2 separate regions of the Oryctolagus cuniculus genome follow, and region 2 is linked to region 1. A link is a contact called in public Hi-C data. All regions are on one chromosome and are shown on one strand. Each heading gives the region's core, a stretch centred on a gene start, on an enhancer-like site or on the middle of the called end of the contact. The rest is flanking DNA. Distances are from core to core; before and after follow the strand shown. Region 1 holds the start of GADD45G (growth arrest and DNA damage inducible gamma). Region 2 has its middle 220 kb from the start of GADD45G.

The links. A called contact is a pair of places that touch in the nucleus more often than the background predicts.
Region 2: a Hi-C map of skin fibroblasts shows a contact between it and region 1, with 2.5 times the contacts expected there. The contact joins the enhancer-like site here to the promoter of GADD45G in region 1. A contact is called at or near these places in 2 of 6 Hi-C or Micro-C datasets (embryonic fibroblasts and skin fibroblasts).

The regions. Positions count from the first base shown.
Region 1 is chr1:138,324,695-138,331,089 of mOryCun1.1, forward strand. GADD45G (growth arrest and DNA damage inducible gamma) reads left to right here and starts at 3,343. Exons shown (of 4, transcript XM_051847388.2): 1 at 3,343-3,513; 2 at 3,831-3,932; 3 at 4,047-4,260; 4 at 4,350-4,933. The coding sequence starts at 3,461. The coding sequence ends at 4,460.
Region 2 is chr1:138,544,250-138,550,644 of mOryCun1.1, forward strand. No RefSeq gene overlaps it. Among named protein-coding and RNA genes, the nearest start is that of GADD45G, 220 kb to the left of the region's middle. Within about 2 kb of position 3,267, at least 4 of the 8 cell types and tissues checked have an H3K27ac peak or open chromatin away from gene starts, as enhancers often do.

The DNA.
Region 1 (6,395 bases), core at 2,093-4,592:
GTGCAGAGGGGGACACAGAAGCCATGCGAGCCAGCTTCGGCCTCCTCTGTAGGCCCTAGGCCTCCAGTCTGCGTTTCACCTTTCAGTTTCCTTTCCAAGACTGCAAATGCAAGCAGCCAATGCAAATGGGCAGCACAGCCAGGTGTCTTTCTGGGCTGCAGGAGGGCTTGTGGGGAACCGGAGAGCAGGGCCCAGTTTGGGGGGGTCCCAGAACCCCCAGCACCTCCCCCCTGCCCCCGATGATGTCCTTGGACACAGGGACTGTAGGCATGTGGACGGTGGCCAAGTCTTTCCATTTTTCCAAGAGAGGCCGGAAAGCCGGGTTTTTACACGAACACTGCTGGTTTTGAAAGGTGGCAATGCACTGGGCTTTCTCTAAGATACCCATAGGCCAAAGAAACCAGGCCTGCAGACCCCACTCACCCTTCTGCAAACTGAGTGTATCTGTCCACCAGCTCCTCCCCCCCCCCCCACCGCCCCGGGGCCGTGCAACTCAGAGAGTGGGCCATGAGCAGGAAACATTTCCAAAGTTTTTTTTTTTTTTTTTTTGACAGGCAGAGTGGACAGTGAGAGAGAGAGAGAGACAGAGAGAAAGGTCTTCCTTTGCCGTTGCTTCACCCTCCAATGGCCGCCGCGGCCGGCGCACTGCGCTGATCCGATGGCAGGAGCCAGGTGCTTCTCCTGGTCTCCCATGGGGTGCAGGGCCCAAGCACTTGGGCCATCCTCCACTGCACTCCCTGGCCACAGCAGAGAGCTGGCCTGGAAGAGGGGTAACCGGGACAGAATCCGGCGCCCCGACCGGGACTAGAACCTGGTGTGCCGGCGCCGCAAGGCGGAGGATTAGCCTAGTGAGCCGCGGCGCCGGCCCTCCAAAGGGTTTTTAAAACCATCCATCTCTGAGGAGTTCCCTCAACAACCAGCTCACCACCTCCTGCGTGGCTGAGAGGCAGAGGAAGTTCAGGGGCGCCTAGGACGCACAGTGTGGGAGGGCTGGGGAGAGCTGCAGCCGCACAGCGGGCGGTGGGCATTTGCTAGTGCCCAGCATCTTTGGGTGGGCCTGGCGCACTCCCTTCCTAGAGTATGCCCAGCACACAGGACCCGGGTGTCTCAGATGGGCACCGCCAGCAGCTCTGGCCCCGGCCTGAGCCTGAGCCGCAGGGTGGTGGCGATGGTGAGGCCAACTCTGTCTCCAGACAAAAAGATTCTTCCCTAATTGACAGGGCTTGGGGGACCACTGAGACTGACCTTTTACACCGTGTGAGGCTAGATCCTATGTCAGAAAGGCTGGGTTTCCTGAAATTGAATATCTTAAAAAATGTGAGCCGAGCAGCATTGCCCCAGGGGGCTGTCAGTCATCTCTGCTGGTCCAGACCGGCTGGGGGGGGGGGGGCGGGGAAGTGGGCTTGCTCGCCCCCAGCAGGGGCCATGCAGCAAAGGCCTTGGGGGGGGGGCGGGGCTGAGGCTTCAGGCCTGGTGTGTGGGCCGATTTCTTGGTGTCAGAAATTGGAGGCGGTCCTCAAATGTCAAATAAGTCATTCTTCCCAGCATCACCTGGGCCACCCCCCCACAACGCATGCATTTTAAGAAATGCTCATGGCTTTCAAAAGGGCAACACTTAAAGTCTCAATCACTTAAAAATGGACACATCTCATCCAACCCAGGCATTCAGTCATTGTGGAGACCACCAAGGAGGAAGGAAAGGAAATGGCAGCAAAAGGAGCGAGTCCAAGCTGCCCCCCCCCCGCCTCCCCCACCCCCTTCGCAGTCGGGGTGAGGCAGCCCTCCGGGTTTCAGAGACGTTCCAGGGCGAACGCACACGCCCTGGAACCCAGGGAGCCGGCGGCTGCAGCGCGCCTCCGCCGGGGAACGCCAGCGCCTCGCCCGGCCCTAGGCTGCCAAGCGTGCCCGGCTCCAGGGCGCCGGCAGCAAGGCTCGGCGTTCCTAAGTCCGGGAGCCCGCAGTACCGCCGGCCTGAAAAAGAGCCCGAAGGCAAAGCACGGAGCCACCAGGCTGTTTTCCCCAGGGACCCCGCCCAGCGCCCCGGCCGGAAAGGAGGAGCCCGGGTGTGCGTCCCGGGGCGCGCAGCACCGCCAGCCGCAGACCTGCGAGTCCCATAGGGCCCATAGCTGCAAGCTGCAGCCTGCAACGCTCTCCCAAGAGCACTTCCGGTCTCCCTATCCCCTCGTTGGAACCCAGGCTTGTTACAGACGCACGGTCAAGTCCTCCCGGCTGTTTCAACCCAGCCAGAGCCACACGGGCTCTGAACTCAGTCAGTTCTCCCCAGGAGGCCCCCTTCGCCCCCAGTCTCCAAGCCCCACCCGGGTGCGTGCGGCACGCTTTGTTCTGTCTCCACTGCGGCGCAGCTTGGCCGCGGTCAGGGGCGGGTGCGTGTGTGGCCCGCGGTTCTGTGTGTCCTGTAGGTGGCGCCCCGGGAGGGGGAATTCCCAAGCCGCGCTCCCCAAACCCGAGCCAGAGCCGCGAGGTCTGCGTGCAGCAGCCCCGCGGCCTTTCCAGCTCGCGCGAGGGGCTCGGCACGCGGCCCAGGCGCCGGCGGGGTGGGATTACGCCCAGGGGCCGGCGCAGGGGGCGCGCCACGGGCTGCGGCAGGTGGACAGTGCTGCTATGAAGAGAAAGCCCCGATTGTCCCCTCTACAAACCGCCACACGCCAGACCCCTGCTATTGTGCGCCTTCCATAGAAATGCAAAGGAGCCGCGTGCGCCGGCCGCAAGCTGCTCGCGCCCCCGCCGGCGCCCCGCCGCGCAGGGCCACGGGCGGGGAGGCGGCCTGCGGGTGCGACCCCGAAGGTCCTGGAGCAGGCTTGGCCGGCGTGGCCGGCCGCGCTGCGGGCTGCAGAGTCAGCGGCGGGAGCCTGTGCCTTTTGCAACCCCCCTCCCCCCCAAAAGTGGCGCTGCGTGTTTTTGCTTTAATTTCCAGGGTCAATACAACAGCCTCACAAACTTCAAAATAAAAGAAAAAAATAGGTAGCAATAAGAATAAATGCAAAGAAAATTCTTTTAGAATCTTCAAAGGTGCATTTCACAAATTGCAGCATCGTATTCGCGTTAGCACTTTTTTTTTTTTTAACTTTTTCCTTTTAAGGACTTAAAAAAAAAAGGAGGCGAGATGAAATCTGCAGGCTCCAGTCTGCCTGGTAACACTCCGACAAAAGCGGCAGATTTGAGGCATTGTCATCCCCCGCACCCCTCCCCACGTGGCCTTCTGGCACGAGCCGCCGGCCCGCCGCTCATTTGCATCAGAAAGCGGGAGCCGGCCAATGGGCACGCAGCTTCGCGCCAGCTGGCGGCGCCGCGCCCGCCGGCCTATATAAGGGCTCGCCGCGCCGCCCGGGCGCAGTCGCTGGCTGTGGGCGCGCCGGGCGGGCGGGAGCGGGTGCGCGGCTCAGCTGCCAGTCCTACGCGCGTACGGCTCTTGGATAACTTGCTGCTCGGCCACCGCACCATGACTCTGGAAGAAGTCCGCGGCCAGGACACGGTTCCGGAAAGCACAGCCAGGTGGGTCTCCCCGTGCGCGACTTGTCTGCTGGGCTGGGAGCCGAGCACCGTCGGTGCCGATGGGCCCGGGGCGCAGGGGTGGGTGGCAGGCGCCTTGCCGGGTGGCGAGCCTCCGGGGGATGTAGGCTCCGGATTGGAGAGCTTCAGGAGGATCGGGAAGCTGGGGTGCAGGAAGCTTGCCGGAGCAGGGGCCTTGGGGTGTGGGCGCCTTGGTTCAGGCTGGGGAGCCGGGGGTGCACACTCGGGACCGGGGAGGAGACGGGGTACGGATTGCGGCGCCTCGGCTGGCTCCACTGACGGTGCTGGCTCGTCCGCAGGATGCAGGGCGCCGGGAAAGCGCTGCACGAGCTGCTGCTGTCGGCGCAGCGCCAGGGCTGTCTCACCGCCGGCGTCTACGAGTCCGCCAAAGTCCTGAACGTGTGAGTATAGACGCGGCCCGGGCGGGGGCGACCGGCGGCGGCGGCGGAGGCGGCGGCGGCGGCGGGGAGCCACCGGCCCGCGGGGCTCTGACCTCGGGAACTCCTCCTGCGCAGGGACCCCGACAATGTGACCTTCTGCGTGCTGGCCGCCGACGAGGAGGACGAGGGCGACATCGCGCTGCAGATCCACTTCACGCTGATCCAGGCGTTCTGCTGCGAGAACGCCATCGATATCGTGCGCGTGGGCGACGTGCAGCGGCTGGCCGCGATCGTGGGTGCCGGCGAGGAGGCGGGCGCGCCGGGCGACCTGCACTGCATTCTCATCTCGGTGAGTGTCGCCCCGCTCCCCCAGCGCCTCCCCTCACCCCGGCGCGGTCGGCCAGGCTGGCTGACGCTTGCGCTCTCCCCTCTCCTTAGAACCCCAATGAGGACGCGTGGAAAGACCCTGCCTTGGAGAAACTCAGCCTGTTCTGCGAGGAGAGCCGCAGCGTCAACGACTGGGTGCCCAGCATAACCCTCCCCGAGTGACAGCCCGGCGGGGACCTTGGTCTGATCGACGTGGTGACGTCCCGGGGCGCCTAGCGCGCGGCTGGCTGTGGAGGGGCCCTCGGAGGGTGCCAGAGCACGGCGTGGAGACTGGCAGGCGGGGCGTCTGGCGGGCGCGGAGGCGCGGCCCCCCCAGCGGGGGCCCGGCGGCGGCTGTGGCGGCGGCGGCGGCGGGGCAGGCTGGCTGGAGCCGAGGACGCTGCGCACCGCGAGTGTCCGGAGCGGCTGCTCGCCCAGGAAGGCCGAGGCGGGGACGTTGGCCGCAGGGCCGGGAAGGACACAGACCGGCCGGGCCAGCGTGACTCAGCAGGAGGAGAGCGCGGGCGAGACGGCCTGGACTTGGTCGGGCTGCAGGAGCCTGTGGGACTTAGCAGACTGCGCTGCCTTCTCAGAAACGGATCCGGGCAATGCTTCGTCTTCCGGAGGATGTCTTACAATAAACCCCTTGAAACAGACTCCTGTGCTTTTACTGAGGGTGGGGACCCTTGCTCGGGGAGGTGGCCAGCTGGAACTGCTTGGCGCGGATGGCACCTGTTCCCGTCTTCCTGTCGGGCGAGAATGACAGGCTCCTGGTGCTGGCCGCGGGGGGAGGGGAGGCTGCTGGGTGTGAGGGCACAGCCTGAGCGAGGCTCCCAGGTCTCTGCTTTTGGACAGATTATAGAACTTGCAAGCGAGGGGCAGACTTGAGAACAGGCATCCCTGCAGCAGCTCAGGGCTCGCCATCCTATCGGATAACAGTGACCTCCACCTCCCTCCCCTCCCCCACCCCGGACAGCTGCTTATCTGAACAGCTTGCAGGAGGCAGGCAGCCCCTTCGTGCACAATGGCATTGCCTGCTACAGCCCCAGCCCTTTGTGGTCCCAGAGCGCGATGGCAGGCAGGATGTTTCTCCTATGAAATGCTGGGACACAAAGCAGTGTTACAAAGGTATTAATATCAACCGTGACACTGGTGAGTGCTGAAGGATGAGTCAGTCTCCCATCACGGCTGGGCTAGAACTTCCAGGATCCCAGCAGAAATCGGAAGGCGGCGTGTGTGTGTGTGTGTGTGTGTGTGTGTGTGTGTGTATAAATAGGGGTGAGCAATTCCGATCTGCCGACTGCATCAGCTGTCGGCTATTTGGAAAGTTCTCAGCCCACATCAGCGCTGGGAGGATCTGGGAGGATTGCGGATAGAATGAGCCTTGAGGGTTTTGGAGGCAGGTAGCTAGAAGAGAACGTTCTGAGTCTGTTGGTCTGCTTTTATTAGAGCAGCTGCGTCTTGATTGTACTCCCCGTGCCCTGCAATTTGCCTTCTGCAGGAGAGGTGCACGTGGGGCGTGCATGGTCTTAGCTAGGTTGCCAGGCAGCCCGACCTGAGAACATCGTGCTGTTTCTAAGGTGGCCGCGGGGCTGAGGGATCACCTTAGCTATCCTTGAGGTGGCTGCTGGTGGTGGTGGGGTGCCACTTTGAAAATTCTGTCCAAACAGTGGAAGCCTTGGCAAGACAACACTGGGAGAGCTTAATTTTCCTGTAATGATAATATCCTGTTTCCCGTTTCTCGGCTCTGAAAAACATTTACCCCTCAGTGGGACGGAGTCATTGGGCTGTGTTGGTGCCCAAGTTGCATGAATGTTTTTAAGAGCTGTTGGCTACTCAAAAATCTCAAGTTCTCTTTCATGTGACAGCCCCACGGGGGTGGGTCTGGCTGTGTTCTGGCAAAGCCACAATTTGCCCCACGTGCTGTAGGAAACAAAGGGGGCATAATTGCTAGAAAGCGTGCTCTTAAATGAGTAAACCCAGCACCACATCGCACAGGGCAGGCGGGCAGCCCCCTCCTGCCGGCCAGCGGACCCTTGTAGAACATCAGGTTGGCAAGTCTTGTTAACACTTGGCTTTCTCTGAGGAGCCCTTACTGTGAGGCCACTTGCTGGAGCC
Region 2 (6,395 bases), core at 2,017-4,516, 220 kb after region 1:
GGCAGTGACGGGGCAGTGATGGCTGACGTACCTGCAGGAGAGCGCGTCTGTCACCAGGCTGCTTCCTGGCCCTCCCACACCTGGTCACCCCTGGACAAGGGTGAGGCCAGATGTGACCAAGTGCCTCTGGGGAGACCCTGGCTGAGTAGACTCCATGGGAGCCAGCAGGTGGGTCCACAGTTCCTCTGAACCTGACCCAAAGACTCCATGTCACTCATTGGAGACATGAGGGCCATTTATTTTGGAAAGTGGTGGGGGTGGTACACCTGCTTCCATCTCCAGAAAGAGTTCTAGGAGACAGTGCCAAACCCCGGGCAGCCCTGGGAGAGGTACAGCGGGGTCCTGTCTGCAGACTGTGCCTGCCTGCTCCAGCGAGCACTTAGGCATGATCCCCATGGCATCTCAGGGCCCAGGGCACGACTTCCCACCATCTGCTATCTCCCAGGGCTTTGGTGAATGGCAGGCATGGAGAGGAATGCCAACTTGAGATAAGAAGAGCTGCCACAAGCCACCCGGAACTGGAGATGTAGGACTGACGGGAGTCTGACATCCTGTAAAGTGCCTGGAGATCCAAATCCCTCTGTCCCGTCTCTGGGGCTGGTGCCAACACATGCCCTGCATTGCAGGAACCGGAGGTGGTGGCTTTCACAGTCAGCTGCCTTCTGGTGACTGGTGAGGGCTAGCTGACAGCTCACGGCACCTTGGCAAGGCTGGTCGGCCCTGCTGTTGCCATACATGGGCCTCCTGGGCCCTGAGCCTTCCAACTGCAAGATAACGAGCCTACGAGGTAACACCTGTAAGGGTTGGGTTGCTACTTGGTTTCATTACCTGGATCCCTCTGTAGTCTGTTCTTCTGCCTGTATAGAGACAACAAATGGGCTGGGTCTCTTGCCTAAGGCCCACATTTAAAAAAAAAGATTATTTATTTATTTATTTATTTGAAAGGTGGAATTACAGAGAAAGAGAGACAGAGAGAGAGAGAGAGAGAGAGAGAGAGAGAGAGAGAGAGAGGTCTTCCATTTGCTGGTTCACTCCCCAAGTGGCCACAATGGCTGGAGCTGCGCTGATCTGAAGCCAAGAGCCAGGAGCTTCCTCCAGGTCTCCCACTTGGGTGCAGGGGCCTAAGCACTTGGGCCATCTTCCGTTGCTTTCCTAGGCCATAGCAGAGAGCTGGATCGGAAGTGGTGCAGCTAGGACATGGACCAGCGCCCATATGGGATGCCAGCACTGCAGGTGGAGGCTTAACCTACTACGCCACGGCACTGGCCCCAAACCTCCACATTTTGATGAGGATAATTCAGAGGCAAGGTTTACACACCACAGTGTGTGGCTTTCAAACTGTTTGTTGATCATTGCATTCAGAGATTATGAAATCGGTTTCGTGGTACGTGGTCAGCATTTTGCAAGAAAAGTGAAAGAGGACAAGACTGAAGGTACCAACATGCACCGTACCCTCTGGGTTTATAACCCTTGCAAAGGGAGGCCCAGATGCCCTGTGTCCCCCCTAAGCCCTGACAGTTTCCCTGAAGGCTTCTTCCATGTGCACCTGCCCTGCCCTGGCCCTTCCACCCAGAATCCTTTCCCCTCTAACTCGAGGCACAGGCAGGGCAAAGCTTCCCGACCTGGACTGGTTGTGCCTCCATCTCTCACGTCCACGTCTGAATGTCCCCCCACCCCCCTCTGCTCTCCCAGACCTTGTCCCCTTCACCTGGATTCCTGAACCCTGCTTCAGTTTTCTCTGAGACACTCACCACTACCCGGCACGATTTTATGGTTGTGCAGCCTTGGCTGTGGCTCCTTCTTAGATGATCAGCCCCGTTGGGGGAGGGGCGTAGTCTGATTCTTTGCCAGATGTCCAACAGCTGGAAGTGTGCTTGGTGCACAGGGTAGGAATACAGTAAAATTTGTTGCCATGGAAGGAGTGGGTGCAGATTGAGACTGGTGCCGGGCCTACGGCACTGGTGTGTGTTAGCTAGAATTAGACTATCCGAGTCCGGGGGCCAGAACACAGCAGGAACTCTGCAAATACTACGCAGTGCACCGTTTTAATTTCTCTGAACTTTTAGGACATGTACTGCTTTTGAAATTGTAAAATGAGGCCGGTGCCGTGGCTCACTAGGCTCATCCTCCGCCTGCGGTGCCGGCATACCAGGTTCTAGTCCCGGACGGGGCACCGGATTCTGTCCCGGTTGTCCCTCTTCCAGGCCAGCTCTCTGCTGTGGCCCAGGAGTGCAGTGGAGGATAGCCCAAGTGCTTGGGCCCTGCACCCCATGGGAGACCAGGAGAAGTACCTGGCTCCTGACTTCGGATCAGCGCGGTGCGCCGGCCGCAGCGGCCATTGGAGGGTGAACCAACGGCAAAGGAAGACCTTTCTCTCTGTCTCTCTCTCACTGTCCACTCTGCCTGTCAAAAAAAATAATAAAAATTGTAAAATGAGTCTTCCTGGAAGAGAAATACTTGTGCATCCTGTGTTCCTCGGGGAACTAGAAGGGGTGAGGGGGAGGGGAGTGCCCGGCCGTGGATTGCATGAGGCCCACGAAATCACTGGGTCTGGCCCTGCCAAGACAGCCGCAGCTGGGATCTGAAATTCATCAAGTCCACAGCGGGCTAAGGTTTAAGCTGATAATTTTGTGCCGCCCGCCAATGATGGGAAATAAAACATCAAAATGGCCCTGGACGGAACAAAGGTTCCCTGCCCCTGTTAGTTTCCAAGCTGAACGTGAAGGCGAAAGTGCTCCGGTGTGAGAGGGCTGAGTCCAGGGTCCGGGGTGGACTGAGGGAGGTGCCAGTGCAGTTTCGGGAAGTGCCTGGCCGGAGCCGGCACTCTTTTGTGGTCATAAGACTGTCCTATCTCACAGTCCAGGCTTCTTTCCAAATTCCTCAGGGGAATGGTATCTCAGGAATGTGCCGAATGCTTTCAAATCCGCAGATTCTTTGGGATGCCCTCAGCTCCTTTTTAAGAGAGCTGTGAGCTTCCCTATTTGGAAAGAATTTTGAGAAAGAAGTCCCGGATGCCAGGAGCGGCTGCATGTCATTGGGGAAATATTTCTGTCTCTCCCTCCGGTCGGCTTGATAATAGAACCAGTGTGCATTCAGCACACAGCTAAACTGGACCACTGGCTGGCGGAGGGGCTCCTTTACCTGCAAAGGAGCCGTGGCAGAGACCAAGGCATCCGAGGAATGCCTTTTGGGGGTCCCAGCATACTCTTGGGAGAGCCAAACATTTGTCCCTTTTGTCATCAGGCCAAAACCTGTGCTAAGATAAGCTTCCCGCGTGGCTCTCTTTCTGAAGGTGGAAGCAGCCCAAGTGGTCGAGACAGAAAGCGGTTCTCAGGTTTGCCTCTTAGGCAACAGGGCTTCCATCCACCAGGTCTACTAGTTCATTCCCCAGATGCCCACAGGGGCTGGGCTGGGGCTGGGCCAAGCCAGGGTTGGGCTGGGCTGAAGCTGGGAACTGGGACCACATCCCGATCTGCCGTGTGGGTGGCAGGGACCTAACCCCTTGAGCCCGTGTCTGTCTGTCTCCCATGAGGCACAGTAGCAGGCAGCTAGAATCCAGAGTGGAGCCTGGACTTGAGTGCGAGTATTCTTGATAGAGGACACAGGGAACTTCACTGATCCTTACCCGCGAGGTCAGATGTCTGCCCCTGTCTTCTCTCTTAATTCCACGTTCTGCAAACTTCTGGAAGTCCCTTCGTATGCTCAGGAGTGAGCAGTCTCTTCTGTGTGCTAGTGCCTGTGCTAAGGGCTCACATTCCTGTCTTGACGACTCTCTCAGAAGTTCCAGAGAGTTCTTCGAATGCAGCCTGTTGTACAAAAGCAGCGAGCGAAACTTCCCCGCTCCACAACCTGGACGAATGAGGACCGATTTCCCAGCTCAAGTCTGACTCTTCAGGGCCCTCTGCCCAGTGGAGTGGGAGGCCCTGCAGGGGCCCTGGGCCTCATCCAGGTCACCCCCAGCACTGGGTGTCGACACTCCCCAGGGAACTGCCTCCTCCGTCTCCTCTTGCTTCTTCCTCTCATTGCTCAAGTTCAAGAGCATGTCCAAAGGCTTCTGGAGCCAAGGTATATTTTGCAATTACACTTTGCGGAGTTGTGGGATGCCCAAGGCCATTCCTGGGAATTGGTTTGCGTCTATGCCTCGTGACCCAGAGCCGAGCTGCGAGGAGGCTAGCTGGTGCTACAGGGGAGTCCCCGGCTACCTGGAGGCTGAGGAACCATGGGGCCAGCCTCGGGGATGCTGAGCCCATCTGGGATCGGGAGGTGGGACCACTCAAACTTTGCGAGTGTAGACCAGACAGAGGGGAGTGCTGTGTCTCGCGGGCCCTGTGCTTCTCTGGAGTGGTGAGAGTCCTAAGGATGCTATCACTCCGGAGGAACACAGAGGATTTTACTTCTCAGTGTCCACCTGTGGATTCAGAGTGGAAGGAGCTTACTTAGCTGCTGGCTTGCAAGTACTTAACTTGGCTGATGGTGTGGCCAACTTCCCCTTTCATTTAGGTGCTAAGTGGTGTCTTAGGGCGAATCAGAACAGTTAGCGCCCCGGTGACCACTGTGGTGTGCTCATGACCTGGGGCAGCCCAAGGCCCTCTATCAGTAATGAACAAAAAAATTCCAGCCAATTGATTCAGTGTGTAGAAGCCCCGAGGCTCACTGGGGGAAGTTGGGGGAGGACGGATCCAACCAGGTCCTTTCGGACAGAAAGGACAGCTTGTGATGGCGGTGGTCTTGCTGGGGATGGTAGGGGAACACTGACCTGCAGCGTGTCGTTGTTATGGCCAAGACGCAATGCACACAATCACCCATCCGTTGGACAAGGATTGCTTGCGCCTCTGAAGTGTGCCACACAGAGCTGCAGGCGTGCGTAGACCCAGATCCCTGCCTGCAGGGAGCTATCTTCCAGCGCAGGCGCCCTAGTCTGTTTGCTGCTGCTGTAACCGGGTGTCACACACTGGGTGGTTGATGAAGAACAAGAATTCATGTGGTTCATTCTGGAGGCCGGGAGGCCCGAGAGTGTGGCACTGACATTTGGTGAGAGCCTTCGTCCTAGCACCATAACAAGGCAGAAAGTGGAAGGGCAAGGAGCATGCAGGAGACAGCAGGAGATGCTGGGGGCGGGGCTCACTCCTGCAGCAACGGTCCTAGGGCACTTGGGAGGGCACAGCCAGGTGCTTCTCCTGGTCTCCCATGCGGGTGCAGGGCGCAAGGACTTGGGCCATCCTCCACTGCACTCCCGGGCCATAGCAGAGAGCTGGCCTGGAAGAGGGGCAACTGGGACAGAATCCAGCACCCCGACCAGGACTAGAACCCCGGGTGCCGGCGCCACAGGTGGAGGATTAGCCTATTGAGCCGTGGTGCTGGCCCCCCTCACCTCTTAGAAGTCCCATCTCTCAACATCGCTGCGCTGAGGGGTTAGGTTTCAGCGTGCATTTGGAGGCGAAGTTCAAACTTTGGCAGCATTTTTTCCATCGGTGTTTTAAGCTGTGCAGGCCACGGGTTTCTCTTGCAGCTCTAAGACTCTGCAGAAGCAGCCACAAACAGTACGTTCACGGAGGGCACGGGGGTCACGCCAAACAGCTTCATACACAAGACTGGAGGCTTACCTGAGCGGGGACCTGCATAGCAGGTGGTGGAAAGGAAAGGGGTGACTTCAAGCACTATTGGCCTTTAAAAAGCATGACTGGGCATTCTCAACTGTCTCGCGGAGAATTGAAATACAAGCTTTCCTAATCAAAAATGTAATCGGTGGAGTAAGAACTACGAGCACCTGATTTGGCTCTGTGGGGCCTCTGACAGCTCATGGTGCCTGCTGGGCTGGGTGCGAGGACAGGGGAGAGGTGTGTGGTCCTCAGGCCTGGCTGGAGCCGGAGAAGGCTGGCCGGGAGGAGGGGCATGGGCTCCTGGGCCCACCCAGCTCTGGTCACTCCCAAGACTTGGGTTGCGTGTGTGGTCTGTTTGGTCAATTCATGGGCGAACGGGGCGCCAGGGGGGTGGGTGGGGATACAAGGGCTGGTGACTTTGAAAATGCTCTCCCAGGATCCGTGCCCAGAACTGCTTGACAATGGTCTTCTGCAAAAGTAAGACACCAAGGGCAGCGAGTTGTCAAGGCTTGGGCGGGTCTGTGGCCGAGGCCGGCCAGGAGCCCAAGTTCAAGGGCTGGGCGGGCAGCGTGTGGGTGCTGGGTCTGCAGCCCCTCCCGGGGGTCCTCCTCGGCCACGGTGCCCTGCGTGCCTCACTGCACTTGGCCGAGAACCGTGCACCGTTTTTGCAGCCTATTTCTCCAGGGTTTTGTGGAAATAACTTTTTGCAGACAGACCTCGGCTAGGGACAGAGGCGTGATTTGTGCAAAAACAATGGTTGCATTTTCCCCAGGACACAACATGGGGTTAGCAGCG